Linked DNA regions of Mus musculus: region 1 is linked to region 2. A link is a contact called in public promoter capture Hi-C data. All regions are on one chromosome and are shown on one strand. Each heading gives the region's core, a stretch centred on a gene start, on an enhancer-like site or on the middle of the called end of the contact. The rest is flanking DNA. Distances are from core to core; before and after follow the strand shown. Region 1 holds the start of Cib2 (calcium and integrin binding family member 2). Region 2 holds the start of Tspan3 (tetraspanin 3).

What was found. Promoter capture Hi-C pulls out the DNA fragments that hold promoters and counts their contacts.
Region 1: a contact with region 2 is called in a promoter capture Hi-C map of hippocampal neurons, with 2.9 times the contacts expected there. The contact joins the promoter of Cib2 here to the promoter of Tspan3 in region 2. A contact is called at or near these places in 2 of 39 promoter capture datasets (hippocampal neurons and pre-B cells).

The regions. Positions count from the first base shown.
Region 1 is chr9:54,558,778-54,561,477 of GRCm38.p6, forward strand. Cib2 (calcium and integrin binding family member 2) reads right to left here and starts at 1,413. Exons shown (of 6, transcript NM_019686.6): 1 at 1,191-1,413. The coding sequence starts at 1,241.
Region 2 is chr9:56,159,610-56,162,360 of GRCm38.p6, forward strand. It overlaps Tspan3 (tetraspanin 3), which reads right to left and starts at 1,461. Exons shown (of 7, transcript NM_019793.3): 1 at 1,191-1,461. The coding sequence starts at 1,253.

The sequences.
Region 1 (2,700 bases), core at 163-2,662, 1.6 Mb before region 2:
CTGCGAAGTTCCAGGAAGCCCAGAGTTACTTGGAAAAGGGAATGTAACCCTGGGGCCCCCATGCGGCCCGGGTTGGGCATGCTAGAGAGCCAGAGGAAAGGAGATGTGGGGCTCTCGTGTTTCATGGCTCTCCTTCCCCTGGCAGGGTCTAGCTGGGCCCTGGCAAAGGATCAGAACTCAACACTGGACTGGGTCTGACCCAATGCCGGGCTGGTCCTAATGGGGATGCAGGCTCCCCACTCTCCCCAGACCACTCTTCTCTCCTGGGTTTGGGCTATTTTGCCTGCATCTACCTCCACTTAAAACGCCTCCTTCCAGAACTTTCTGGCAGAAAAAAAAATCCTGACTTCCCAAGTCCTCATGCAAGCTCTGCACTCTTTCTGAACCTTCTAGTCAAACCAAGAGCTATTGACCTCCCCTGTCCACTAGAGCTCTTCTCAATACATATCCTATCACTTGGGTCACACTGGAGGTAACCGCTCCACGCTAACTGAATATTCACAAAAGTTGCACACATCTAAGATAGGAATACATATGACATAACACTCCTAACCTATTAGGCGATAAAAAGAAGACTCCACAGCTGTTGTTCCCTGAAAGTCCGGAGACATTACATGGTGAGCTAAAGCAACTGAGCAAGACTCTGGGCCAGCCCGGAGATAAGGTTCCCTCGCATACCTACAGAAAAGTTTTCACATGGCTGGGGGCTGTGAGATCATTGATATGGACAGCTAGCTCTGAACTTGGAAGAATCCGGGGTGAAAGGGCTACTAGGATCACAAAATAGGTTAAGAGATGTGGGTACGTAGTTATATAAACAACACACCCCAACCTGTAACCTGCATTTGGGGCCTCTTGTCCTCCCCCTACACCAAGCCCTTTCTGGGATGAGGGTCATGCCCAGTGGGCTGGAAGAAATGACTGGGGTCTAGCTTGGGAGGGCAGAAAGAAGGTCAATAAGGAAGAGAAGACGGGGTGGGTGAGGCGCATCTGACAGAATACTCTAACTGGAATGTTCTAACATTCCCGGGCCTGGGAAACTGAGGCTCGTCAAGGGGAAGTCATCCACCTAAGGCGACGCTGCGCGCTGAAGGTAGCGGCAGGGTTTGAACCTCTGTGAGTCCGCTTTTGCGAGGCCTGGGAAAAGGACAAAAAGGAGGACTACAGGGGCCGCGGCGCGCCGGCTTCACCTGGTAGTTGTCCAGCTGCTCTTCAGTGAAGATGGTCTGCTTGTTCCCCATGGTGACCGCGATGGTATGGGTGGCCGCGGCGTCGTCTCTCGCCCTTTCGAGTGCTGCTTCCCATCGGCGGCGTCTGGAGCCCCGAGCCCGGTGCCCGCGGCCCTTGCCAGCCCGGGAGCGGGCAGCGTCGCCAGCCTAGCCTGGCCCGCTCCGCTGGGTCCCGCAGTTCAGTGGGAGGGGTGCAGGGGCTGGGAGGCAAAGGCGGGGCCGGGGGCGGGGCGGGCCTAGGCGGGGGCGGGGGCCGGATTGGGGCGGAGGCGCAGCCTGGTGGAAGGAGGCGGGGCCCGAGAGGTGACTTCTCCCTGGAGACAGAGGCCTGCTCAGTCTATGCTGCTGCAGCACACTGAGGTGGCCAAGCGGTGGCCTCATAGGGCCGCCTGACTACTGGACACTGAGTGCGCCTCCCGTTCCAACCAGCACACTGACTGGCACCCCGGGTCGGTCCTGGCGATTGTGAGCCTGAAAATCCCATGGATTAGTGTGGTAGAACAGGCACAATCCTCCGGCCTCTGATCCTAGACTGAGAATAGGTGTGTTGTTGAGCTTGCGGGATTACCCAAGTCAGGTCCATCCTCAAAAAGCCGACATACACGCAGTCAAACACTCAAATCATAAAATAACTTTTTAAAAAAGGAAACAGACGAAGCAAACTCTACCTCAGCAGAGGAATGGGCTCTGGTAACAATAGGTTACACTACTCAGTTGGTTCAAGACCTTAAGGAAAGTAACTAGATCACTCCCTACATCCACTCTGCTAAGTGAGGCCTTCACGAAATTTAATAATGCAGGCAGGGTAGAGGAGGTTAACCAATACCCTCCTAAACGATTGGCTATCTTCAGCCGCCCCATCAAGGTGACCGCTAGGAAAAGCCCTCCAGACACACGGAAGTTCAGGAGTCCTGGCAACTCTGGGACCTATCAGTGGCCCACAAGGAAGGCTACTAGCAATGGAGTTGTCCTTACTGTCTATTCTTGGGACAGCTGGGCTGCATGAAACCTGAGTCAAAGGCTCCTGGTGGCTCCGCTGGGAGGCAAGTCCATCATGGGCTGCCAAAACTGAGATTAGCTACATGAGTATGGTCTCCTGTAATCCCAGCCCTCGAGACAGAGGCAGGAAGATCAGAAGTTCAGGGTTATCCTTAGCTGATTCAGGCCAACTTGTAGTACATGAGACTATATCTCAGAAAACAGAATATAGTAACTAAAAGCAATTTAGCTGAGAAATAGTGTAGTGGCAGAGAGCTAGCCTAACATTCATGAGGCCCTGGGTTCAGTCCCTAGCACCACCAAAAAAAAAAACAAACAAAAGCGACATACCAGTATTGTCCAGTTTTGCCTGGCTTACATCACTTTGGGGCCGTGTTGTTCTACTCTTTTTTTTTTTTTTTTTTTTTTAATGAGTACACCATTGCTCTCTTCAGACACACCAGAAGAGGGCATCAGATCCCATTACAGATGG
Region 2 (2,751 bases), core at 211-2,710:
AGAGGAATGGGAAGTCTTTCCAGAATAGATGTGCATACTTTCCGAGACAGGAGCTGAGTGGGAAGTGGTGGGGGTGGGTGATGATATACTAAAGTATGCTCAGTGGGACTGTTCAAAGACTATCCTGAGTACTGTGGACAGGGAAAACTGCCCATGGCAAATGTTTATAACAAACCTGGGAAAAAGGAAACTTGATCCCAGCCTGAGAACCTGAGGGTCAGTTGGGTCCCAAATCACCAGTAGTGTGCCCATAATTAATAATTTATCAGAAAACACCCAACAGTAGTGTGTGGGTCATACTGCAGTACACTACCAGACTTTAAGTAAGAGTACCAAAGTAAAAAGGTTGAACTGTTCTAATATTAAGCTGTTCTTTTTTTTTTTTTTAAGAAACAAAAAAAGATGTGATAGACGACATTTTTGATAGTTTTTTTTCCTGGTGCAAAGTCCAGAAGGATTCAAGACGGAGGAGAGGGCCAAAGAACAACAGGTTAGTAAAAAGTCCCAGGTGAGATAATGACCTGACTCAAGACAGGTCGGTTATAAGCACTTTCTCTGGGGCCAGGTTTCCCGAGCCCCTCCAAAGAGCAACCTTTTATAGAAGTGAATTGGTTGCTTTAAAAATCTCCTGGCAGCTGATACATTTAAAAGGGTTTATAACCTCAGGCTACCCATCCCCACAACAGCGATTTTCTTGATCAAAGAAATGCTCTGCTGTTTCACGCTGAATCCTTTCCGTTTTCTGGGCTGCTTACCAGCCAACCAACTCTATACAAAGAGCTCTAAGCCGAAATTCCTGGCCCGGGACTCGACAGGCGTCCCCACGTAGCTGCTACATGACCTGGGGACAGCCGCTGGCTCTGCGAGGACTCAGACAAAGACAGCGGACCCGACTCACAGGGGAGTATCCCATTTCGGGCCTGGCGTCCCGACAGACTCAGCCCTGAGAACAGAGCGACCCGCAGGCTCACGCCGCGGCGACCCGCGTAACCCTGGCACCGTGCCAGCGGACCGGAGGCCCCCCGGGACCTCCGGTCGGCACCGTCCTGGCCTCTGCTGGGCCCTGGAAGGACCTCACCAAGAGCTCCGAGGCCGCAGGGCCCGGGCGACCCCTCGGCCGGCTCCCGCGCCCGCCTGGTCCCCACGCGCCGCACAGAGGCCTCCCCTGTCCGGTCTCCCCGCCAGCTCACCCAGAAGATGAGGTTGAGGAAGACCAGCACGGTCTTAGAGGAGGTGATGCCGCATTGGCCCATGGTGCCGGCGGCCGGCGGAGGCCCGGCTGGGCGAGCGGAGCGGCGCTCACCGAGCGAGAAGGCAATGGCGCCGGCGGCTCTGCTGAGAACTGCTGGGCCCGAGCCGCGTTCCCGCAGACCCCCGCGCCGCCCCAGCAAGCACCTCGCAGCTGCGTGCAGCCCGCCGCAGGCCCCCTAGGCCGTTCCCAGGCAACTAAGTCCCGCGTCTGCGGCCGCTTCTGCCAATCAGCGCCGCGGAGAACGAGGTGGCCTCGCCTCTTAAAGGAGCCGACGCCTCCGCGCCTTTTCTTCTGGCCTCTGACCGTCCTTGAGTGTAGAATCCTCTTCTGGGGAATTTCTAGTGGGACAAACACGTTCCCCGTCTTATTGAGTTACTTTTACAAGACCAAATGACTGGAAGACCACAGAATTCTGTTCTGTTAACTACTCTTCCCTAGAAAGACCCACCTCACATGAGGATTTTCGTGACTGCATGATACCTAAGCAGCACCCCATATAAGTTGGGAAGAAATACGGTGGACATCAACACACGATTATGAAGAATTTAGTATGCCAGAAGCTCTGCTAGCTCTGATAAAAAAAAATCATCAGGAAAGGAGAAAACACTGGCGCACTAGCAAAGCAGAGATGGTTGGGCAAGGCAGCCACCCTTTCAGCTCTATTCTTTGGACTGAGATTTGCAATTACAGATACATCTTCATACATGTTGACATGTGCGCTCTTTCCTGTAATCTTAAATGAATGGTAGCAATTAGCACCTTAAAAATAAAAACGGAGTGTGTGTCTGTGTGTGTGTGTCTGTGTGAGCATGTGCGTGTGCACCCACAAACATCCCACAGCACAGAAGTAAAGGTCAGAAGACAACTTTGGGAGTCAGTTCTTTACTTCCACCCTGTGGGTCCCAGGTCATCAGCTTTGGTGGCAATGTGACCTCCGCTCTGCTGGCTGCATGCATATTAGCTTCTTTTAACTATTAGTTCATTCATGCCACTACCCCTCCCCCAGCTTCAGATGACTGTCAGACTAATTTTACTGGTAGGGTAATTAAGGGTTAGAAAGGATGCCAAACTTGCCTGCAGCCACACATAGAAGAGTGATCTAATGCAGAAGCCACCTCAGCCACACACAGTACTTCTGCCACTGTCCTGCACTCTCCCTTACTCGGGACCTCTTTACCTGTCCTCAAACATCTCTTTTTCCTGTAGCCTCCCTGGTTCATCATCTTCCCTGGGCATTCACAGAAATACCCAAGCACCTCAGCATCCTATTCATCTGTATCAAGCAATGTCCATGTTATCAAAGACCCACTCATGTTCCCAAGACCTCACTCTGCACCTATTCTAGGTGATGGCATTCCACCATGAGGAAGAAGACAATGCTTGCCCATGTGGGGTTTTCATTCCAGTAGAAGAGGGTAGATATACCATGAGCAAAGAGGCAAGCAGACATGAGACGCGATGGTTGGGTCAGACCTAGAACACTGTACTGAGTGACAGGT